2 separate regions of the Canis lupus genome follow, and region 1 is linked to region 2. Evidence: chromatin contacts called from public Hi-C data. All regions are on one chromosome and are shown on one strand. The core of a region is the stretch at or near the end of the contact, and the rest is flanking DNA. Distances in the headings are between cores, read along the strand shown. Region 1 holds the start of KCTD7 (BTB/POZ domain-containing protein KCTD7). Region 2 holds the start of TPST1 (protein-tyrosine sulfotransferase 1).

The links. Hi-C and Micro-C count contacts between places; a contact is called where the count stands out from the background.
Region 1: a contact with region 2 is called in a Hi-C map of blood, with 2.3 times the contacts expected there. The contact joins the promoter of KCTD7 here to the promoter of TPST1 in region 2. A contact is called at or near these places in 2 of 9 Hi-C or Micro-C datasets (amygdala and blood).

The regions. Positions count from the first base shown.
Region 1 is chr6:976,114-983,894 of UU_Cfam_GSD_1.0, forward strand. KCTD7 (BTB/POZ domain-containing protein KCTD7) reads left to right here and starts at 2,836. Exons shown (of 6, transcript XM_038539003.1): 1 at 2,836-3,028; 2 at 5,769-5,938. The coding sequence starts at 2,885. It overlaps LOC102153374 (a long non-coding RNA gene), which reads right to left and starts at 2,314. Exons shown (of 2, transcript XR_005360498.1): 1 at 2,153-2,314; 2 at 586-1,950.
Region 2 is chr6:817,699-824,901 of UU_Cfam_GSD_1.0, forward strand. TPST1 (protein-tyrosine sulfotransferase 1) reads left to right here and starts at 5,126. Exons shown (of 6, transcript XM_038538994.1): 1 at 5,126-5,275.

The DNA.
Region 1 (7,781 bases), core at 1,586-4,085, 160 kb after region 2:
AGGGGAGCCTGCTTCAGATTCTCTCTCTCCTTCTCCCTCTGCCCCTCCCTCTGCTCTCTGTTTCTTTAAAATAAGTAAATCTTAAAATCTAAAAAGAGCTAAAATCAAATTGCATTGCTTAGGAGATGCAGAAAAGGGTGGTTAAGCTTGGAAAACAAGTAAATGATTGTCAGAAAAGTGAGGATGCTGGTGACCTCTGAGAGAATGGAGGCTGTCTTCATCAGGGAGGACCCTTGGAGAATGTAGGGGCTTGTAATGTTCTGTTTTTGTTTTGTTTTGTTTTTTAGGTTATTTATCTATTTATTCATGAGACACACAGACATAGGCAGAGGGAGAAGCAGGCTTCATGCAAGGAGCCTGATGTGGGACTCGATCCCAGAACCCCGGGATCACGCCCTGAGCTGAAGGCTGACACTCAACCACTGAGCTACCCAGGTGTCCCAATGTTCTAGTTCTTGATTGAGTGGTAGTATTATGGGTATTTCCTTTATAATTTTTCTTCAAGCCATTTTCTTCAAACCATTTCTACATAAATGGTTTTGCACTTTTCCGTGTTATATAACCTGATTAAAGAGAAAACATGCATGGAGTGATACATATACTGTATTTAGGAGGGTAAAATGAGATTAGGGAGGTGTGTACAGATACAATTGTGTTTCTAATATTGTGTTACATGTGTTTCATTAGCTCCCAAGCTAAGTACATGGGTTTTCAATTATTATTGTCCATAATTTTTGATAAGCCTAAAATATTTAAATCAAAATTAAAACTAAGAAGGCAATATGGAAAAGAAGCTGGATGCTTTCGGTTCTGTTTTCATTTCCTTTATGGTTGTTATTCAATAAACTAGAAACAAGAGAGAAAATTCAGTAGTTAAATCAGTACTTTAAAGATTTGCCAGCATTCAGAAGTTCTTTTCTTCAAGGATACATGGAGAATAGAATCCAGTTACTAATCTCAGGGTTTGATCTCAGGCCTGTTTGGTTTAGTTTTGGAGAAGTGATCTCAGGATATAACTGCCTGTGTTCTGAGAGCAGCCCCCACCTCTGCACGAGAGTATCTGCTACTCATCCCATGGCTCTCTCAAAGGCTCACAGACCCTTCCCTGCAACCCTCATGTGAGATGGCCTGGAAGTCATTCCACTGTTGGGTGGAGATAGCTGCTGCCAGCAAACTACCCTGCTTTCCCAGAAAGCCTGTTCCAACCTCTTCCTACTCATTCAGCAAGTCCTCATTCCAGGCTGCTGACCTTGGATTTTCCCTCGCTGTGTAAACAAATAACTGGGAAACTACATGAGTGAAGGAAATCCTTAGCAGGAATGGAAAATGCAAACTCTGGCACATTGAGAATGCAATGTAAAAACTGGTTGCATATGGATTTCACGATCTCCTGAGCCTCTGGGCTCCCTGCTCAGCCTTTCTTTAAGGAGTCAGAATAACCGTGTCCCTGATTGCCCTTGGTTCTGTGGTTTTCTCATATGGATTCCTAGGGGAGGAGAGGCCATCGGTCCCTAGTGGATAAATGGAAGGAAGCTGGTCCAGGTAACTGCTTGTTCAGTTGAGTTAGTGAATCAACCCAGGATCTGCTCAGACTTTATATACCATAATGAAATTCTTATTATTTTGGTTGCAATTTCTGTTACAGCTGAAACATCCTAATTGTCATAGGATGGAAAGAGGAAATTTTGTTACATATTGTTGACAACTGGGAGCAGGTAGTGATAGATAAGGGGAACCTCTAGGGGCCCTGTTTGGGGTAGTGCTACCCGAAGAGAGGTTCATGGGCCTGCGGCTAGTTAGGACGGCCGCGGGGGGGGCTCGCTCCAGACCGAGTGGGGCTCCGGACGGAGGACTGCGAGTTCGACGGGGTCCCGCTCCGGTGGCTGTGATGCACAGAGGTGGGTCCAGCAGGGGAGGTGCCCACCTTCACCATCCGTCACGGCAGGACCGCTGAGGAGCCGGGGTGAAGCGGTTTGAAGGAGCTCGATGCTGGACCCCTGGCGGAGCCCCAGCTGCGCACGCGGCGCCCGAGGTGCGGACGGGCGGGCGGGCGGGCGGACGGGCGGCGGACGGACAGACGGGCGGGCGGGCGGCGGCGAGCATCCGCGGCCCGGCGCGCGGGTGGACAGTGGACACGCACTGTCTTGCTTACCGGACCGCGGTCGCTCCCAGGAGCTTTGTTTCCAGGTTCCTGCTTGAGTCGGGAAGGGCCGGACGCCCGGCGGCCCCGGCGGCCCCGGCGCAGCGCGGCCTCTGCTCTCGCACCGCCCCGGCGACCTCGGCCGCGGTCCTCGGCTGTCCTCCCGCGCCTCCGTCGGGCGACCCAGGACCCGCACCGCCGCCGCAGCTCCCCCGGCCTCCCCCGGCCTGCGGGCGGACCCACGCCGAGACGGCGAGCCCCGCCTCCCCTCAGCTCGGGAGGCGTCGACCCCGCGGCGGGAAGCCCCCTCCGAGCCGACGGGCGGGGCCCGCGTACGGGCGACGGCGGGCGAGAGACGGCGGGGGGAGGGCGTCCGCTGCCCGGCGACCAATCAGAGCAGGGCAGCGGGCAGGCCCGCCTCCCAGTGGCTGCTCAGGCGCTGCCTGCTCCTGGAGTGGACGAGCTGCCTGCCCATCGGGGCGGGGCACGCGGAGCCTCGGCCAATAGCGGCAGGCGGCCGGGTCGGGCCGGCGGCCCTGCGGTGCGCGCGCTGCTCGGCGAGCCCGCTGGCGCTGAGGGAGCCGCCGCCCTCCCGCCGCCGCGCTGCGCCCTGGGCCCCGCGGCCCGCCCGGCGGCCGCGCCGCGTCATGCTGGGGGCTGCTCGGCGCTAGTGCCCGGGCCGCCGCCGCCGCCCGCCGCCGCCGCCGCCGCCCGCAGCCGCGCCCACTGCCCGGAGCCAGAGGGATGGTGGTAGTCACGGGGCGGGAGCCAGACAGCCGTCGTCCGGACGGTGCCATGTCCAGCTCCGACGCCGAGGACGACTTCCTGGAGCCGGCCACCCCCACGGCCACGCAGGCGGGCCACGCGCTGCCCCTGCTGCCCCAGGAGGTACTGCGGGGGGCGCCGGGGCGTCGGGGGGCGCCCGGGAGCAGCTGCTGCGCGGCAGGGCTGACCCCGGGCTGCGAGCGGTGCGGACGCTGCGGTCAGCCCGCGGCCCGTCCCCGCCCACCCGGCGTGCCGCCTCGCCCGGGCGCACAGCGGCCCGCCACCCCCGCCCCGCCCCGCCCCGCCCCCCCCCTCCGCCCAGGTCCACCGGCCGCGGGGCTGCCGCGCTCCCACTGCTCGCTCCGGCCCTGACGACGACGAGGGAGGGTGGCGGTGGGAGGGGACCTCGGAGCCCCCAGAGGGAGTGTCTTCCGGGAAATGCAGTCTCCAGCTGCCCCTGCCCCGACCGTGGGGGTTAGGGACTCTGCAGAGGAGGAGCGGGCCGGTGGGTGCACGTGTCCACGCGCACCTGACTGCTCCGTGGTTTCCCTCTGCAGCCGCTGTGCTGTGCTGTGCTGCGCCCACCGGGCTTGACGCGTATGGCAGGATCGTATTTAGGGCCGAAGTGGCCATGAGGAGGGAGGTGGAGCCCTCCTGGGCCCCGAAGGAGGAGGCTAGGAGGTAGGAGGCAGGAGCTAAGGTAGTGCTGGACGTGGGGCCTGTGATGTGTGCAGCCCTAGAAGGGGCAGCCTCAGGGGGCACGGGGGTGGGGGGGGATTGGAAGCCTATACTCTCAACATCATGAAACACTTGTGACAATGAGCAAAACCCTAGAAGTACTCTTTGCAGCTGGGGGAGGGGGGAAAGCCTAGGAACGCTGTGGTGCTTATTTTTTGTGCACTGTCACTGGAGAAACAATGTGGCTTGAAAGAAAGTGCAGGACCCAGAGACCATAGGCCTGTTCCCCCATAGATACATTGTTGCATGGGAGACCTAAAGCTGTTTGACTGCTTTTTCCTGTGTGCCTCCGTCGTTTCAGCTCTACTATGGAGCAAACTCTTGGATTGATATGAGGTGTCCTTGAAAAAGGTGTAAAGAGCCCCAGAAATGTAAAGTATTATTATCCCAAAATAATATTTGAGTCCTTGGTATGCATATACAGTAGTTTTAGAGGAGCTATAGAGTAAGTAGAAGGTATTTGCTGTCCTTTGGTTGCAGAAGAGTAACAGTGTGTACATACACAAGAACTGTACATACTTTTTTTTTATTCATTTATTCACTCATTCATTCAAGGCATACTTGAGTCTTTACTGTGGGAGCCAGGCACTGCATCAGGCTCTGAGTAGCTTTGATTTAATGTATTTATATCCTACTTTATTTCACAAAGAATTTGAAAGCTCATAGTACTTTACTTATATATGGAATCTAAAAGACAAAAAAAAAAAAAAAAAAGCACAAATAGACTCATAAATACAGAGACCAAACCAGTGATTACAAGAGGGGAGGGAAGGTGAAGGTATGGGCAAAATGAGTGAAGGGAAGCAGGACGTATTGGCTTCCAGTAACGGAATGAAAAGGTCACTAGGATAAAAGGTACAGCACAGGGAGCACAGTCCATGATACCATAATAGCGATGTGTCGTGGCAGGTGGCACCTGCACTTGTGGTCAGCATACTATAAGGTGTAGGCCCGTCAAATCACTGTGTCTATACCCAAAACTAATGTGACATTGTATGTCAACTATACTGCAAAGCTAGGGGAAAGGACTATCTAGATAAATATACACTGGAGCCTGAGAGATGTTGTAATACTGAAAAGTGTGCACTAGTATAAAATTGTAGTTAATCTGGAGGTTTGTGGGAAAATTAGAGAGAACTGGCTTCATTTCTTTTAAAAACACAAGCAGTGAAAGATATTCCCACCTCTTACCCCCATACCCCTAAAAAAGGTCCTGAGCACTTGAGAGAACCCAGAGCTTCTCTGGGCCAGTCTCTACCATCATTCCCTGTTCCTCCCCCTGCCTTTGCCTCCAGAACCTTAGCTGGGCTGGGGCCTGATCTCACTCTACAGATTAAGTAGGAGAGAAGTGATGAGGTACAGAGAATGTAGAGTGGATGCCTGGAATGATTCCACAAACATCGATGAGCTCTGCTGTGGGTGACCTTGTGATTAGTGAATAAAACGTGTCCCTGCCCTCAGGAACCTTGGCGTCTAGAAGGGTGGGCTGACAGGAGTAAATAACTGCCAGTGTATCATGCTAGGAACTATAATAGAGGAGAGCGTGGCACATAGTGAGGGCACATGGAGGGACTATTTAGTTAACTCTGTGTTGGGGGCAGGTGAGGGACAAAAGAGCCTAAGTGTTCACAGAATCAGGGAATAGAATGAGTGGATGCTGCTGACCTATATGGTGCCTTGGTGTGCAATAGAGAAGGGGCACACAGCTGATCTAGCAGACCACTCACAGACGGGTGCCCTGTGCAGTGAGCAACGCACACCGCATACATCTATGGCAGTTGCATTTGCTAGATGGACAGAGGGAGAGTGGGAAGAATGTTCTGGACAGAGAAGACAGCATAAGCAAGGGCATAAAAATGGTTAAGTTCATTCTAGAGAAGAGACAGTAGGAACTGGCATGGGGAGGCCTGATTTAATGGCTATCAGAGGGACAGTGGGGTGGACTTGGCAACTGAAGGGTGTAGGGAAAGGGAGGAGAGAGAAGAGCATTCAGAGAGACTCCCAGATTGTAGCCTTGGGTGCCCGGATGGTGCAGCACTAATGAGACCCAAGGAGACGGCCGACAGAGCAGCCCCTGCTCTCATTCCCCAGTGCCGGGCTGAAAGCACTGGTGGTTCCTTTCCAGTTTCCTGAGGTTGTCCCCCTTAACATTGGAGGGGCTCACTTCACCACACGCCTATCTACCCTGCGGCGCTATGAAGACACCATGCTGGCGGCCATGTTCAGCGGGCGGCATTACATCCCTACCGACGCCGAGGGCCGGTACTTCATTGACCGGGATGGCACCCACTTTGGGTATGTTTCTCCCTCTGTGATCAGTTTTGTAGTCCTAGGGAGTAAGTGTCATGGGCTTCAGTTTGGGGCTTTGGTGTCTTCTATAATACCTAGGAGAGGAGATAACAAATGTACAGATGCAATTTAGTAAATGTGCTTATTGAGTGGGATCAGAAGTCATAGTTTCTTTCCCAGAGAGGACAAGCAATCCCAGGTGACACATACTGGCTGGATGTGATGAAACTGCTGCTGTCCTATGAAATTGAAGACCAGGACGTTGTCATCTGTGTGGAATAGGTGTGATCCCACCTAGAGGTGGGGGAGTTCCAAAACAACCTCTTGGGGAATATCATCAGATTCAAGTTCTGGGGCTCCATGTTGCCGTTAGGGAGGGATGTGGAGTGTGACAGTGGTTCTCAGACCTCCTTCAATAGTTTAAAATGCATGAACAAAAATGGTGAGGGAAGGGCCAATATATGATTGCCATTTTTTAATTTTGCCAAGAAAAGTCTTTTTAAAAAAGCACCTTCAATTGTGACTGTCATTTTAACACTAAAACATAGAGAAAATAGCCTTTCCCAAGAAAGGACTTCTGATACCTTACACATAAGCAATGTAAAGATTTGTTTTTAGTTTCCTTATTTGTGAAATGAGAAATAATTATAGTTGCCTCACAGGCCTGCCATGCCAATTACATAAGGAGCCTTGGTATGACCCCTGGCCAGGTCCTTCCAGAGCATGTGGCTAAAGCTCTTTGCATCTTCGGCCTAACTTTGGAGATGACCAGAGAACTCGCATGGTTCTTGACCTTCAACAAATTGACTAGGGGGGTGGGGGGTGGGAGTGCAGAAATGAGATCTCCAACCACTGCTCCTCTATCACTCCTCCGAGTAGGATTGCCCACACTGGGAAGAAGGTCATTTTTATCCACAGAAAGGAATCTCTGGTCAAACAATTTACTTTGAACTATCTGGGTGTCCCCATTGGGCTGTTAGCTGCCTCCAATGCTGAGAAAACAAAGTGTCACATCATTCTGCAGAGCTATAAAAAGATTTTTGTTTGCAGGCTCTTTTGGAGAAGAAAGTACTGGCCCCAGCTGGCAGCTCCCACAGCACACTCTTAGCTGGGCCTTGCCCCGGGGTTATGTTTTTCGGAGCAGACCAAGGTTTGCTTAAGATCCTAGAGGACTGATTTGGAAAGGGGTTGTGGGGAGAGGGAACAGAGTTTGGCTCTAGGTTGATGCGCCCATGCCACATGGCCATAGCTGGAGAGGGTCAGAGACAGGCAAGGGTGTGGCAGAAAGCAGGATAAATGGCATTTATCCTCAGGCTGTTGGACTCCTATGGCCTATGATTCATCATCAGATGAAGTTGCTTAAAGACTCAGATAAAATAAAGTAGGGGTTTAAGGCATTTGGTCAGGTACATTTCTCTGCTGGTACACTTTATATGCCGCCAGCACCTATGATGAAGTCTGATTGGGCTGCCACCTGGGACAGTTTCCCATTGTGATCAGTGAATAGCACTTTGCACTAGAGTCTGGACCACTGTGGGTATGGGCTTGGAGTCAATTATGTTTGCATCTGGGCTTCTGCTAGCTGTGGCTCCTTGAGTAAGGGTATTCCTTAACCTGAGCCCCTCTTTTTCTTCATTTATAAAATGGACCTAAAATGGCACTTAACCCACAATGTATTAAAGGGATTAAATGGAACAACACATGAATAGTGGCTGACACAGATTAGTAGTTAGTAAGTGTTAGCTGGTGTTACGTCATGGTTATAGACTAACTACTTAGGCAACATCTTGATCTTTGGCTTTACTCATATATCTTTACAGAAAAGACCTTCCCACACCTACCAGTGATG
Region 2 (7,203 bases), core at 3,876-6,375:
TCTCAAGTCCCCTTGTGCTACTTCCCAATCATTATTCCAGTCGCTGTGCCCCACTCCATGGTTGGGGGGGTGACCTTTCTCCCAGAGCTTCTGCTTCATATGATTGACAAGAGGCTTGTTGTCTATTTTACAAAGCTGCACAGGTGGTTTATATTCATAGCAAGGTTTGAAAACCACTCCTGGAAATCACATAATCTTTTTTTTTAAGATTTTATTTATTTATTCATGAAAGACACACACAGAGAGAGGCAGAGACACAGGCAGAGGGAGAAGCAGGCTCCATGCAGGGAGCCCGATGTGGGACTCGATCCCGGGACTCCAGGATCACACCCTGGGCCAAAGGCAGCCTCCCAGCCTCCCATAATCTTTTTTGTTGTAAGTGGAGCTAGAGGATGCTTTGCTCCCAGTCTTGGGCTCAGCACCAGTAGCTGTCTGGCTGGGTTTACCAGACAGAACAGTGGGCATTTCCTGCATCTAGGGTCTGCAGAGCATGTGGGTAGTAGCTCAGAAAGCCCAATTAGTTGGTTCCAGCCTGGGCATGTGGCCCTTGCTCCCTGGCAGGAGTTCCATGAAGAGGTATTTTTGGAAGGTGCAGGAATTCTGTAGCCATTTGGAAAATGCCTGCTCATAGGCTAGGCTGGATTTTCATTTTAAAATGATGATGTGGCTGAGGGGCCTGACCTGGCCTGTTTTCCTGGATCTAGGGGAGGGGAAAGTGAAGAGGCATGCTCTTTTCTTTCCCTTTTCTTTAAATTGTATCACCATTTTCTTTCTGTCTCCAACCCCTCTATCCCACAAGCTTCAAGAGAACTGTGAGGTGTTGCCTGCAGCTCGCTGGCCCTTTGATGCTATTTGCAGGTAAGCGTTTCATTTTGTCCTAGGTCAGCCAGGACTTGGAGCTCACTTTAGGATGAAAGTTTAACCTAACCCTCAATTCTCCAACAAGGATCTTTGCCTCTGGAGCCCTTACCCTCTCTCTCTGCCCTCCCAGGCAGGACCTGAGTACCTTCCTATTCTCTTCCCTGTGTCCCTCTGCTTTGCCTTGGTGACCTTTATTGACAGCTGCAGCTTTTGACATTTCTATATGTGTCCATTAACTCGTCCATTCATTTAAGGCACTCTAGCCCCTGTACTGGGGACAGGACAGAGGGCTGGGCAGACAACCACCTCTGTCATCACCATTTCTGCCCTTATCCTTGAGACTTCCTTTTGTCCCCACTTTCCACTTCTCACACTTCTCCTGCAGCCACGTGGATGCTTTCTGAAGGTCTGTGCTCCTTTACTTGCACTGCAAAGATAGCCTGTCTTCCCATTTTCTGTTTCCAAGTCCCTTGCTCCTGACTCTTATTCCCAGCTGCCTTGGGCTGGGACACAGAATAAAAAAGGAGGAACTGGCATGATTCTCTTCCCCAGTTTTCCATTTCTGAGGGCCTCTTCCCACTTCCACCTCTTACCTCTGCAACCATCTTCTGTCCATGACAGATTCTGGAGTGGCAATGCCATGAAGGGAGATCTGCTGCCCCAAATACCAAATCAAAAGCAACATACCCCCAAAGTAAAACTGGTGGAGGGCTGTGCTGCCTCTTTAGTTCTCCTCCAATCCTGAACATTCCTAGATGTGTTGAATAGACTCTCCTTCCAGGAGGTGAGATACTGTGGTAAGGAGTCCTTATTCACACTGGGCCAGGCCTTCCTGGGAGATGAGTCCCTGAGGCAGGAGCTGTGTGAGACTGGCCTAACTGGGCAGTGGCTTCCAGGCTGTCCCTGGGGTATCAGTGACCACTTGTCCACTTCCTCTCTTTTTTTTTTTTTTTTTGGCCTGTGGGGGCTGCCTAGGTTGTTTGGAAGAAACAAGCTCTGGGTCCTTTGAATTGCTTCATTGGAGGTGAAGCTGTCTGTGCCCTCAGGTGAGGTTATCTGAGTCTGAGTAGATCACCTGAAAGAGGTAAGGCTGGGGAGGGAAAATACATACAGCATGATCACAGTATGTATCCTGATTATGTGGTTTATTAAGTTACACAAAGCCATGTACACATCATGTGAACCAGGGGTTCATATAGCCTTGAATGGTGAGTTTTGCAGAAGAGAGTTTTTTTTTTTTTAAATTCTGAATTTGTTTTATTTTATATTTATTTTATTTATTTTTAAAATTTATTTGTTTTGTTTTATTTTTATTTTTAAAGATTTTATTTATTTATTCATGAGATACGAGAGAGAGAGAGAGAGAGAGAGAGAGAGAGAGAGAAAGGCAGAGACACAGGCAGAGGGAGAAGCAGGCTCCATGCGGGGAACCCAGCATGGAACTCTATCCCGGGACTCCAGGATCACACCCTGGGCCGAAGGCAGGCGCTAAACCGCTGAGCCACCAGAGATCCCCAATTTATTTGTTTTAGATAGAAATCAAGATACATGACAAGCTTTCACAAAGTGCCTGAGTATATAGATATAGTGAAAAATAAGTCTCTTTCCCATTCCTGTCCCCAAGTCCTTCAATTTTCCATCCAGGAATAACCACTGCTATGGTTTACTGTGCATCTTTCCAGAGATTTTTAAAAATTATTATTTAAATTCAATTACATAGTTTCAGATGTAGCAATCAATAATTTATCAGTTGCTTATCCTTCCAGAGATTATTTTTTTTTTAATCACTAGCATGTGTGTGTGAGGGTGTGTGTATTAAAAAAAATGCAAATGGGACTTTCTTCTTTTCACTTATGAGTATATTTTGGTGTCTTTTTCCTTAACATGTACTATGGGTTGGTGGTAGCTTTAGAAAGCAGAAAAAACTTTTTCCCAAATGACTCTGAGCTTTGCTTCACTTCAAGCAGGTCCTTGCTTCTGGCTCTTGGGGCCACCTAAAGCTGTCCTGCTCTGGGAGACATCCTGCTGGGGTGAAGGTGGCGCTAAACCGCTGAGCCACCCAGGCTGCCCACAATTCCCCTATTTATTTATTTATTTATTTATTTATTTATTTATTTATTTATTTATTTTTAATTTTTTAAAAATTTTTATTTATTTATGATAGTCACAGAGAGAGAGAGAGAGAGAGAGAGAGAGAGGCAGAGACACAGGCAGAGGGAGAAGCAGGCTCCATGCACCGGGAGCCCGATGTGGGATTCGATCCTGGGTCTCCAGAATCGCGCCCTGGGCCAAAGGCAGGCGCCAAACCGCTGTGCCACCCAGGGATCCCCAATTCCCCTATTTAAAGTACACATTTAATATATGCACAAAATTGGGACGCCTGGGCGGCTCAGCGGTTGAGTGCCTGTCTTTGGCTCAGGGCGTGATCCTGGAGTCCCACATCGGGCTCCTTGAAGGGAGCCTGCTTCTCCCTCTGCCTGTGTCTCTGCTTCTCTCTGTGTCTCTCATGAATAAATAAATAAAATATTTAAAAACACACACACATATATATATATACACAAAATTGTATAACCATCACACAATTTTAGGACATTTTCAACAGTTACCCCCAAAGGAAACCCTAGACCTATTAGCAGTCACTTCCCATTCTCCCCAGTCTGCTTAGCCCAAGACATTTACTAATCTACTTGCTATCTCTATGGATTTGCCTATTTTGGACATTTTATATAAAATGGACTTCTACAATATGGGGTCTTTTGTAACGATTTCACTTGGCATAATATTTTCAATATTGCAATCCACATTGTAGCATGTATCAGAACTTCATTCCTTTTTATGGCTGAATAATATTTCATCATATGGATATACCAAATTTTATTAATCAGTTGATGGACAGTTGTTTTCAGTTTATTGGCTATTATGAATAATGTTGCTATAGAGCATTCAGGTACAATTTTTTGCGTGTGTCTCACTTGAACACTACAGCAACTCTCTAAGATACATATTTTACAGATTTCATTCTGTAGATAACATTAGATAACATTCCAATATGGTTGACAGGAATTTTGAATATCTTTATTAGATTAGATCCCTGAGCCCATGCCTTTTTGCAATGTGTTCTGTCCATCAAGAAGAGGAGGTAAGGCAATCGAAGCATTTATTTGGAGGAGACATGGAGTCCACTGAAATTCAAAGTGTGCTCTGAATTTCAAGGATGCATTAGATCCAGCTTCTAAAGGCAAAAGCCACAAGGTTACATAAGTCGTTTTAACATAATTATGATTGCTGCTGGCTGAGTTTAGACTCATTAACACATAACTATTTAGCCGTCAGAGGTTAGCATTTTCTCTTTCAGTCCAAAGCAGAAGGTTAAGTGGAGAAGATGGTGGAGCTGAAACCAACAAGTTGCAATTGACAAAAGTAGAAAGTTCGATTGACGAAAGTCAAAAGTCTGAGGCGTTCCCAGAGTTGGACGAGGCCCTGCTTACTGCATTTTGAATCTCCTCTCACAGTTCATACAAGTGAGACACTCGCGTTGTCGGAAGCTGGTGTGGAGGAGTCGTCAGCGCCAACTGTTAACTTTCAGTTGGAAATTTCATCCCTCTCCCCAGCGTCGCTCGTTCCTTGGCCTTTTCTCCAGTTCTCACTTCTTTCTCTCCAGGATCAGTTCGCCTCCCCTGTGGTTGGGCCGCATCTCCCATCCCTCGCACTTCTGTGTGGGATGCAATATCGCGTGGATTCCCTCTCGGCCCCTGAGCTATTCCCAGGGAGTCTGGAACTCCTCGGCCAGAAGCGGCCGGAGAGGTGGGACTGGATGGAAGCGGCGGACGTGGGGGGGCGCCGGCTTGGAGAAGCTCCTTTTCTTGCCGCGTGCCACGGACCGCGTGGCGCACACCCCCAGCCGGGCGCGGTCGCCAGGGCAACCACCAGGCCCCGCAGGTGGCTGCCCCGGAGCCGTCGCGGGGAGCGCGCACGCGCAGGGACGCAGGCACGCCCGCCCGGCCGCGACGTCAGGTCCCTCCCGCTTGGTCCCTTAACGCCCGCTGGACCCGGGCTATTCCAAGCACCGCCCCCAGCGGGCGGGAGCTAGCGAAAGTCACCAATCAGAGGGTCCGACACATCTCCCGGCCGGGCTGGCGGCAGCCAATCGCCGCATCCGTGAGATCCCGGGCCCGCCCGGGAGGCAGGCGGCCGGCGCTGAGGCAGCGACGGCGGGAGTCGCTGCTGAGGCGGCCGCGGGCGCGGGTCGCGTTGGCGCTGCTCCGCGGGGCCGGGCCGGGCTGGCGGCCGCTGGCGCCTGGCGGTGAGGGCGGGCTCCCGGGGCGGGCGGAATGGCCCCCCCCTAGGGCAGTGGGAGAAGCGGCCGAGCGCAGGATGCTGGGGAGGCGGCGCGGCGGCTCCTCGCTCATCCCAGGTAAGGGAGACGCCGCGCTCGCTGTGGCTCGGTGGGAGCGCCGCCCCGCCCCGCCCCCGCCCCCGCCCGGCCCCGCCCGGCCCCCGCCCCGGCCCCGCCGCCTTCCCGTCGCCGTGCCCCGCCTCGGGCCCCGGCCACTCTGCCCTGGCATCCCACTGCCCCGCGTCAGCCCGGCTCGCACGTCTCCGCATCCGTCCCCGGTGGCTGGGCGGGGGGGGGGGGGGCAGTTGTCCGGCCCCGCCCCCGCCCGGCCCGCGGCTCCCGCTCGCGCACCCGCTCCTCGCCGACCCTCCCCGCCTCTCCCCAGGCCCCTCCCCCCGGCCCCCTCCCCGGGACTCGCGGCGCTGGCACCGTTTCCCGGCCTCTGCAGCCCTTCGGGGCGCCTCCCGGGGATGAGCCCCTTCCCGCCCCCGCGTCCCGCCGGGATCACAGCGGACTTTGCCCGCACGAGTGCCGGGGTTTCGTTTCCGCAGTCGCCCTCGTCCCTGCCTTCTGCTGCCCGGTCCTCCGTACCTTTAGTCTCCCCCGCAACCTCTTATGGCCCTGGGTTTTGCCCTTTTGCTCCCAGATGCGTTCGTCTGCGAACTCGACTCCTCTCCCCACTTTCATCCGTCGCACCCGAACCGTCAGCACTCTAGTGCTCTACCGGGTGCCAGATCTGTAGTTAACATCAGTCCGTCTTCCGAGGAGCTGCACGCGGAGCCCGTCGAGCCTGGCGCACAGTGGGCCGGGTGCACAGTCCGCCTCTCCTCCTCCAGATGGTGGTACAAGAGGCCCATGATCCAGAGGGATTCCACTCACTATTGGAGGAGTGATGTGGGACATGGCAGGACAGATTATTGAGCTCCAAGTGCGAGAGACGTTACATTATCAATTATTTACTCACTACGTTTATGCAGGAAGAAAACAAGTTGGCTATTTTTGTGTCAAGTATTGTTTTATATTCATTGGCTTTGTAAAGGATTCTTAGGGAGCTTCACAATATGGTTATTTCCTTACACACACACACACACACACACACACACCCCGTTTATCTCCTCTCCAAAGTAGCATTGCGTGGAAGAAGTGGTTTGGTTTTTTTTTTTTTTTTTTTTTTAAAGATTTAATTTATTTATTCACGAGACACACACACACACACACACACAGAGGCAGAGTCACACGCAGAAGGAGAAAAGCAAGCTTCGTGCAGGGAGCCCGATGTGGGACTCGATCCCAGGACCCCGGGATCACGCCCTGAGCCAAGGCAGTGGGTCATCTGCTGAGCCACCCAGGTCTCCCAGAAGAAGTGTTCACTTGTGTATCTCTCAGCTGGGGAGTCCAGCCCTGCAGGGAATTTTCATCCTTGAAGAGCCCGGGGGAATCAGGTGTAGAATTCTTGGAATCAGCTGCTGGAGGGATCAAACATGCTTGGGAGTGAAAGTTCTCACAAGTTTTGTGAGAGTGACAGAGGAGAGTATCTCTCCCTTTCCCCAACCCTCTTTCTGGCAATCAGAGGAAGCAACTACGGTCTTTTTTTTTTTTTTTTTTTTTGCAAAGAGTGAAGTAAATTTGACTTTTCAAAATCATAAAAGCTACATTACTGTCTTCAACTCATTCTTCCCACACTTGCTTTAATGGTCTACAAGCCAGGATCAAACTGTTGCTTTTCCAGAGCAGACTAGAGAAAATCATGTAAGTGACCTGGGTTGCTGCTCTAGACTTCTGGATTCTAACTTTACTCTTACCTCCTAGAATATTCTTACGTACTAAAATCTGAATGGCTTCTTAAAAGATTTTTACCATTCTCCTCCCTTCGTCCTGCTCTTGATGTTTCTTCATTGCTTATTTTGCAATCAGCAGAAAATTCACAAGAAATTGGTGGGCTTCAGCCCTGAACTCTTAAGAATCTGTCATTAAAAATGATAGTATGCCTATGCCTGTTTGATTTC